Regions from separate parts of the Sus scrofa genome. Here region 1 is linked to region 2. Evidence: chromatin contacts called from public HiChIP or PLAC-seq data. All regions are on one chromosome and are shown on one strand. The core of a region is the stretch at or near the end of the contact, and the rest is flanking DNA. Distances in the headings are between cores, read along the strand shown.

Region 1 (4,564 bases), core at 1,452-3,951, 45 kb after region 2:
ATAAATATGTCTGGGGAGTTTACATTGTGAGGCCAGGCGTACACAGCAGCCAGCCAGCTGCAAGCCCTGTTTATTCCCTGGGGGTTCAGGGCCAGGGCGGGGGCAGCCCTCAGGTGGCTGCAGCTGTGTGGACATCGTGTACCAGGCGAGGGCTGCAGGAGAGCCAGAGGACTCCCAGGCCCCCCCTCAACCCCCACCCGCCTCCCCCAGCCAGGTCGCAGCTGCCCCTCCCTCTCCAAGGACCGCGCCATGGTGACGCAGGGAGTCCGAGCACAGAGTGGCCTCCCTGAGCCTGCGGTTAGGGGCCCTTTGGCCCTCCTCCCGTTCGGCCCCTGCCCTGCTCTAGGAACCCAGCTCAGACCACAGTGCGTTTTCTCAGGTCAGGCCAAGCTGGAGGCAGTGATTATTAAGGCCGTGTCCCTGGAATTTTTCCAAGGTGATTAACTTTTCTGAGCAGTTCCCATCATCACTCAGCAACTACTCAGGGAAGATTGTCCATTGTCTGCATAGGACAGGAGTAGGCTGGTCCTGAGTCCCATCCATAGCTTTCTGTGGCACCTGTGTTCAAGGTAGACAGAGATAACAGCCTCACGGTGGCCCTGCTCCGTGATCCATTCTCCAGATGAGAAAACCAAGGCTGGAGGGGGATAAGTGAGAACTTGCCCATAGTTGCTCAGCTGGTGAGGTCAGGATACAAACTCACATCTGCCTGGCTCCAACCTCCCTGCATGGTTCTTCCCAACCCACTACCCACCGCTTACCCAGAAAGCTCAGGCACCTTCTGGAAGCAAGTTCTCAGAAAGGCTCAACTCTTCCTACCCACCCAAGACAGTCCAATTGGAAAGTCAGAGTGTATCCAAAAATAAAGTCATTCTCATTGACAGCAGAAAGCCCTGTGTCAAGCAATGGCAGGAGGAAACTGCTAATACCCAAGAGGAGTTCCCGTCGTGGCGCAGTGGAAATGAATCCGACTAGGAAGCTTGAGGTTGCAGGTTTGATCCCTGGCCTCGCTCAGTGGGTTAAGGATCCAATGTTGCTGTGAGCTGTGGTCTGGGTCACAGACGCGGCTTGAATCTTGCATTGCTGTGGCTGTGGCATAGGCCGGGTAGTTCTTGATTTGACCCCTAGCCTGGGAACGTCCATATGCCGCAGGTGCGGCCCTAAAAAGCAAAATAATAATAATAATAACAACAACAACAAGAATGATCACTAATGTTTAGAGCACTTACTATGCGCTTGCTGTATCTACAACATCTAAGTGCTGTTATCTACAACATCTCAGGACTCCTCACTACAACTCTCTGAGACATGGTATAACTAAATGCAGTTTATAGTTTGGAAGATGGAGGCACAAAGAGATCTGGCTTGTCCCAAGTCCCACAGCTAGAAAGTGTCAGAGCCAGGAGTGGCACCCAAAGCCACCATCTCTGTGTAGGACATCTGGGTGGAGGCTGACATTAGAGACCAGTTTAAACAGTGTGGGTATGAGTACACACGCATACACACTGCCCAGGAAGGGGCCAAGTGAAGCTGAGCCACAGTGTACAGAAGTAATCGGAGTAAGGCCGAGTTGACTCAGGCACAGTTCCTGGCAGAGATGAGTGGTGTGTCAGGGCTCAGAGGAAGTGAGAGACAGAGGCCATTCCCGGTGTATGGGACCCTGGTGTGTGTGTGGGGGGGGGGACCCTGGGCAGAACTAATCTCCAAAAGCTCTTGAACATGACCTTGAACAGTGGACATGTTGAAAAGAGTTCTTGGAATGATGGAGTGGTGACACCTTGGGGGTGGTGATGGAAGTCCTGGTGTGGGAGCAGAGTGATGGTGCTGAAGCTGATGGCAGTGATTGTGTGACGGAGGAGGTGACAGTGGAACGGAGATGGATGTGTCGGTGATGGTGGTGGTGGGGACGAAGATGGGAATGGAATTAGTGAGAGAGGCAGGAGCCTAAAATCCACTTCCTTTATAGACTCTTGCACAGCCCTTTATAGTTCATAGCAGCCATCACACACCCTCATCCTCACAGCCACTTTTGGGCGGACTTTTTTATCTTCATTTTATGAAGGATGAAGTTGAGCCACAAACCAGGCACATTCTGCTTGCCCAAGGTCACCAGGCCAGAAAGCCGGCCCAGGCTCACCACCTTCAGGGCTCCTCCTGGTGTGGAGTGAGGTGTGGAGTGAGGTGCCAGGGCGGCGTCATGGTGCCATGGGTGGGTGACTCCCAACACAGAGGGCTCAGCGGTCCTCGATTTGGGGGAGCAGGGAGCAGACAAGCTGGGTGACAGAGGAAGCACTTCTAATCCCGGCCCCATCACCCACATGCTGTGACCTTCTCTGGGCGGCAGCCAGGGCAGATGTCAGCTGCCAGGTGACAGAGGGCCTGCGGGGCAGAGCCAGGGCAGCCTGGCAGGAGCCCCACGCACCGAGAGGATGAAGTCAGCAGAGGGAAATATCCCTGGAGTCAGAGGAATGCTTGCTTTGGGGTGACATTCCTGGAAAGTTCTGCTCTGATTGGCTTGAGTTTGGGGATTCGGCACAGGCCTTCCCAGTCAGGAGTGAGGTTATTAATAAACCCTGTCCTGTCCTCTGCCCTCACTCTGGGGAGAAGGCAGGGCTTCCTGGGGCTTCTGGCCCCTCACCCCAGGGGTGGTGAGTCCCAGTGTGGGTAGCTGGAGACAGAGACTGAGCCCTTAGGTCTAGGCATGGGGTGCAAAGCCCTGCATCCCCCAGACTACATCCCCCAGCTCCCTGCAGCCCCAGGGCTCCTCTGCTTCAGCCACAGGCTCCAGGGGCTTCGAGAAATGGCCAATGGTGTATATGTGAGCCCACGGGGCTACAAGCATGCATGGGTGCCTGTGTGCAGATGTGAGTCCTGTGTGCAGACGCGAGTGCCTCTGTGCAGGTTTGGGTGCCTGTGTGCAGGCCTGGGTGTCTGTGTGCTGGCGTGGGTACCTGGACAGAGTTCGAGGGTGGTAATGGGCTCCTGGGGTACACATGTGCAAGGGACCGTTGCAGTGGGCCTGGAAAAGCATAAATCGCGTCTCAGCTGCTGGCAAGTGTGTGCCCTGGGTGATGTGTGTGGGTGGCAGCAGGGGGATGGGGGACACGCAGTGGGTGGCAGTGGGGGAGGGGTGCTAAGGCCTCAGGAACAGGCAGCATCCGGCCCCCCACCCCAGGCGCTTCCCTCTACAGCTCATTAGCACCCAAGGCCTAAATTTACTGCCTCCGCTTCCCCACCCTCTGGTTCTGCCCTCATTAGGCTCCTGCCCCTCTCCTAGGACAGCAGATGGGGAGAGGAACAGACTCCTCCGACTCCTCCTCGTCCGTCTGCATGGTCTGCATGCAGGATCCTCTGGGTGGGGGGCGAGGGAAAGTCCTGGGGGCAGGGCAGAGGGGAGGCGGGCATAGAACTTAATATAGTCACAGGGCAGGCCGAGGAGGATGTCGGCTCCTATTACACCTGCCACCCTGTGTCCCCAGTCCCTATCATATGACCCAGCTCCTGCTGGCAAGGCGTGGGCGGGTGAGAAGCACCTGGTCCAGGGCGGTGCTGGGGTGCCCTACGCTCTGACCTTCTACACACCCTTAAAGGAAGCACCTCTTCCAGCTGGTCCTCCTGGCAAGGAGTAGGGCACCGCTCTCCATTCAGCATGGCTCAGCCCTTCAGTCCTGACCCCCAGGGGGCCAGGCCAGGAAGCAGGGGAAGGAGTTGAGGGGGTGCCCTCTAGCACTGATTCCAGCACAGCTGCCAAAGGAACAGGTCCTTCTGATCCATAACCTCTCCCCCGCCCTCCCTCACCCCCCAGATCCACAGTCCCATGCCATGGCATGCCCATGGGCAGAGCCCTGAGCTAGGTGGAGGGGTCAGTGCCAGGAGAGGGAGCAGAGCGGCCAAGTCAACCACCCCCCTCCCGCTCACTCCAAGAAATCAGTGTGTGTGCTGTGAAAGTCAGGTTCAAGACAAGCTCCTCCCGGAGTTCCCATCATGGCGCAGTGGTTAACGAATCCGACTAGGAACCATGAAGTTTCGGGTTTGATTCCTGGCCTTGCTCAGTGGGTTAAGGATCTGGCTGCCATGAGCTGTGGTGTAGGTCACAGACGCGGCTTGGATCCTGCATTGCTGTGGCTCTGGCACAGGCTGGTGGCGACAGCTCCGATTAGACCCCTAGCCTGGGAACCTCCATGTGCAGCAGGAGCGGCCCTAGAAAAGGCAAAAAAAAAAAGACAAGCTCTTCCCCAAACCCCTACGTGTAGAAACCCCAGAGCCCACGCTGATGGGGAGACACAGCCCTGCCTTCAGGGACCCCCCATCTGCTGGAGTTACAGCGCCAAATCCCCTCCATTAAGCTTCTTTTGTGACCTTGGGAATTTGCTCAACACATTTGAGCCTCTGCTTTCTTGTCTGTGAAATGGCAACACTGCCACATCCTTCAAAGATAGTTTGTGTATGCCTGGCAGATAGCAAACGCTGAATAAAAAAGTAAATGTCTGTGAGTGCCCATTGTGACTCAGCAGGTGACAAACCTGACTAGTATCCATGAGGATGAAAGTTCAATTCCTGGCCT
Region 2 (4,185 bases), core at 713-3,212:
TTGGCCTCAGCTTGAGGAGGTGCCCCTGTGTGAAGCAGAGAGGAATGCAGTGAGGAGAAGGGAAGCTGCCTACCTGGCAGCCACTCTGTGCCAGGCACGTTCCATGCATTTTTCCCTCCACAGCAGCCCATTTTACAGATGAAGAAACTGAGGCCCAGAGTGATGCTAGAACCTGCCCAGAGTCACAGAACTAGTAAAAGAGGGAGCAGAACTCACACCCAGAGCTCTGACCCCTGTCTTTCCACCTGTCCCGGGGATTGTGGAATGGACTCCACAAGCCCAGGGGGAAGTGTGGAATTTGGGGTTCTGCCGAGGGGTCCCTGCAGGGCAGGCCTGGGTGCTGGGGTGGGCTGAGGAGGCCTGGGCCCCCACATAAGCTGCCGACACTCTGGCTCAGCTGTAGGGTGAGTCCCTCACCCTGGGTGGGCAGCAGGAGCGCCTCAAGGCCATCTCTGGGGTCAGGGCTGGCTTGCTTAGCTCCCGCTGGCTGCCAGCTCCCTCTGCTGGACCCAGCCCCAAGGACGCGCTCAGACACGGGGACGCCGCTGTCTGTCTGCACTTAGGCTCTGGCAGCCCCTCCCTATCGCATGTGGCCCGTCACATGCAGGGCACCTGCCGGGTCCTCCCCGTGTCTGGGCAACAGATCCTCCAAAGGAGCTGCTCTGGGTGACCTGGGAGCCTTACACTAGAGGAGAGAACAGGGAAGGGGGTTCCAATCCCAGCCACCACCATGCTTAGCTCAGACACGGCTGCTGTCTCTGTCAGCGGGGACCGTCTCCTCCATCACAGTCAGGGGCTCCCCGAGAACAGGGACCATCTCTCCCATCAGACTGGAAACTCCCTAAGGGCGAGGGCTCTGTCATCGCCCTCAGACTGGGAGCTGCCTGCAGGCAGGGGGCATCTCCCCATTCAGACTGAGAGTTCCTGAACTGCGGCGCTGCTCACCTGTGATGTAAACCCACCTTCACCCCCGAGGGACCCCGGGACACCTTCTCAGCAGCCCAGTCCCTCCTAGACCCCGGGCACCTGTCCCTGCCACGCCCACCACGTCATAGGCTCCCCTTCCCCACCTTTGGGGCTGAGTGAGGCTACACAGTGGCATCCTGACCTCAGCAGCCCGAGAGTCAGTGCAGCGAGCAGCCTAAGAGCCAGGGATGGGACGTGACTGCCCCCTGAACTCAGCTGTGGGCTTGGCCATGAGGAAAGTGATACTTCGGGGAGGTGGAGTGACCAATGACATCAGCCTACGTGACTGTCAGCCCAGCTTTCCCCTCTTCCCTCCACCCCTCCCACCCGCAGTGCTTGCATACTGACCTTCAGCTCATGGGCACAGGCCTCTCTACGTGCCCACCCCAAGGACGGGGCAGTACCCAGGGGGAGGGACTGTTCTCTGACTCCTTGTCTTCTAAGTAAGTACCCGGGGGCCCAAGGAGGCCGCAGGTCCCAGCCCTCTCCAGCCTGGGCATCTGGGGCAGGAGCCAGTCGCTTCCAGGGTGACCCACCCCCACCTTGCTGGCAGCCCTGACCTGAGAGAATTGAACGTTCTCTTGGCTCTGCTAGATCTCCTTCCTGAGTGCCTGGCAGGCTTCTGATGGCTGGAAGCCAGCATGGAGGGCACCTGGCTCCCCACCCCAGGCCTGCTGACAGAGCAGCCAGGCCTGCATCCCTGCATGGCCGGCTGTCCTAGGGAGTCAAGTTCAACTACCTTGGATGACCACCACTGGCCCCTGAGATGCCTTCCAGAGAATCCAGTTGCTGCAACAGCTCTTCTCAGGTGTCCCCTAGACCCCACCCAAGGGATGCCCGATCCAGAGCTCACCATCCAGACGGAGCCCCCAGCCAGGGCAGACCAGGTAGAGATGCCCAAAAGTAGACCAGCCATTGCCACATTTATTGCACTGTGCACCCTTATCAAGAAATATGATCAGAGCATGTGCTCAGCTAAAGTCTATTTCTTTCTAATTACGTCTGTTAAGGCCAATGACACAGCTGGCCTGAGGTAGCATACTAGTTGGGGCAAGTGACAAATCAGCAGAACTACAAAACATTTCACAGGGATATCCAGGAACAAGAAAGCTATAGGGAGCCTAGATAAGCTCCCATGCATCTCTAGGGTTGTGGGAAGTTGCATGAACCCTAAGAGGAGACTGGAGGGGGCTTCAGCTATCTGCCCATCCCTGGCTAAACACACAGGGAGTAAGAGTTGAGACAGATAGGTGAACTGCCTAATTTTTTTCTTTTTCTTCTTTTTGCTTTTTTAGGTCCATACCCACGGCAGGTGGAGGTTCCCAGGCTAGGAGTTGAATCAGAGCTAACAGCTACCAGCCTACACCACAGCCACAGCCACGCGGGATCCGAGCCACGTCTGCAACCTCCACCACAGCTCACGGCCTCGCTGAATCCTTAACCCACTGAGCCACCACGGGAACTCCTAAACTGCCTAAATCTTCTTTTTTTTTTTTTTTTTTCTTTTTGGCTTTTTGCCATTTCTAGGGCTGCTCCTGCGGCATATGGACATCCCCAGACTACGGGTCTAATCGGAGCTGTAGCCGCTGGCCTACGCCAGAGCCATAGCAACGCGGGATCCGAGCCGCGTCTGTAACCTACACCACAGCTCACGGCAACGCCAGATCCTTAACCCACTGAGGAAGGCCAGGGATTGAACCTGCAACCTCATGGTTCCTAGTCGGATTCACCAACCACTGAGCCACGATGGGAACTCCATAAACTGCCTAAATCTTGAATGTGTTCCCCAACCTGTACACAGACGCCTTGGATCCTAAATGGATCAAGGTATTTAAGCACAATTTCTGACCAATATATACACATACACACACACACACAATATCAATAAAGAGACAAAATATATACATAAAGAAATTCTGGAGTTGAAAAGTAAAATAGCTGAAATAAAAATTCACTAGAGGGTTTCAGTAGCATCTTTTGAGCTGGGAGATTAAAGAATCGGCAATAGAGCAACAGAGATTATTCAGTCTAAAGAACAGAAAGAAACAAAGAATAAAGAAAAATTAACAGAGGCTCAGATACCTGCAGAACATCACTGAACATAAAATGTGCACTTAATGGCGTTCTGGAGAAGAGGAGAGAAAGGCAGAAAAATATTTGAGGAAATAATGGTTCCCAAATTCCCAAAGTTGGTGAAAAATATTATTTTACACATTCAAACACAGCTCAAGTGGCAGTAATAAAAAAAGATCCATAGGCATCACACTGAAACTGTTGAAAGACAGAAGCAGAGAAAATCCTGAAAGTAGCAAGAGGAAAAAGATACATCATACAAGGGAACCACAATAAAATTAACAGCTGATTTTGTGCCAGTAAAAGAATAGAGACCAAAAGGAGGGAGATGGCATACTCAAAGTGCTGAAAGAGGGAGTTCCTGTCGTGGCGCAGGGGTTAACAAATCCGACTAAGAACCATGAGGTTGCAGGTTCGATCCCTGGCCTTGCTCAGTGGGTTAAGGATCTGGCATTGCTGTGAGCTGTGGTGTAGGTTGCAGACGCGGCTCGGATCCCACGTTGCTGTGGCTCTGGTGTAGGCTGGCAGCTACAGATCCGATTAGACCCTCAGCCTGGGAACCTCCATGTGCCGCAGGAAGTGGCCCTAGAAAAGGCAAAAAAAAAAAAAAAAAGACAAAGTGCTGAAAGAAAAAAAATCCTGTCAGTGAAGAAGTCTGTCCAATAAAAGTATCCTTCAAAAATGAAGGTGAAATAAGAAACTCCCAGACAAAGAGTGGGAATTTGTTGCTAACAGGCATGCCTTATAAAAAATACCTGAAGTCCTTCAGGGTAAAAAGAAATGACACCAGACAGTAACTTGAATCCATATGAAGAAATAAAGGGAGATCCCGTCGTGGCGCAGTGGTTAATGAATCCGACTAGGAACCATGAGGTTGCAGGTTTGGTCCCTGCCCTTGCTCAGTGGTTTGACCATCTGGCGTTGCTGTGAGCTGTGGTGTAGGGTCGCAGACTCGGCTCAGATCCCGCGTTGCTGTGGCTGTGGTGTAGGCCGGTGGCTACAGCTCCGATTGGACCCCTAGCCTGGGAACCTCCATATGCCGAGGGAGCGGCCCAAAGAAATAGCAAAAAGACCAAAAAAAAAAAAAAAAAAAAGAAATAAAGAACACCAAAAAATGCCATCATATAGGCAAATACAAAGACACTA

Evidence for each region. HiChIP or PLAC-seq counts read pairs in DNA pulled down with a chosen protein or histone mark.
Region 1: an H3K27ac HiChIP or PLAC-seq map of skeletal muscle shows a contact between it and region 2. The contact joins the promoter of C7H6orf223 here to the enhancer-like site in region 2. A contact is called at or near these places in 7 of 47 Hi-C or Micro-C datasets (embryonic fibroblasts, heart right ventricle, liver and 2 more) and 1 of 2 datasets of contacts at active chromatin or transcription factors (skeletal muscle).

Annotation. Positions count from the first base shown.
Region 1 is chr7:38,990,740-38,995,303 of Sscrofa11.1, forward strand. C7H6orf223 reads left to right here and starts at 2,702. Exons shown (of 5, transcript XM_021100037.1): 1 at 2,702-2,864. The coding sequence starts at 2,702.
Region 2 is chr7:38,946,744-38,950,928 of Sscrofa11.1, forward strand. No RefSeq gene overlaps it. Among named protein-coding and RNA genes, the nearest start is that of C7H6orf223, 45 kb to the right of the region's middle. Within about 2 kb of position 1,963, at least 8 of the 83 cell types and tissues checked have an H3K27ac peak or open chromatin away from gene starts, as enhancers often do. A contact at or near this core is called in skeletal muscle, where this site is marked.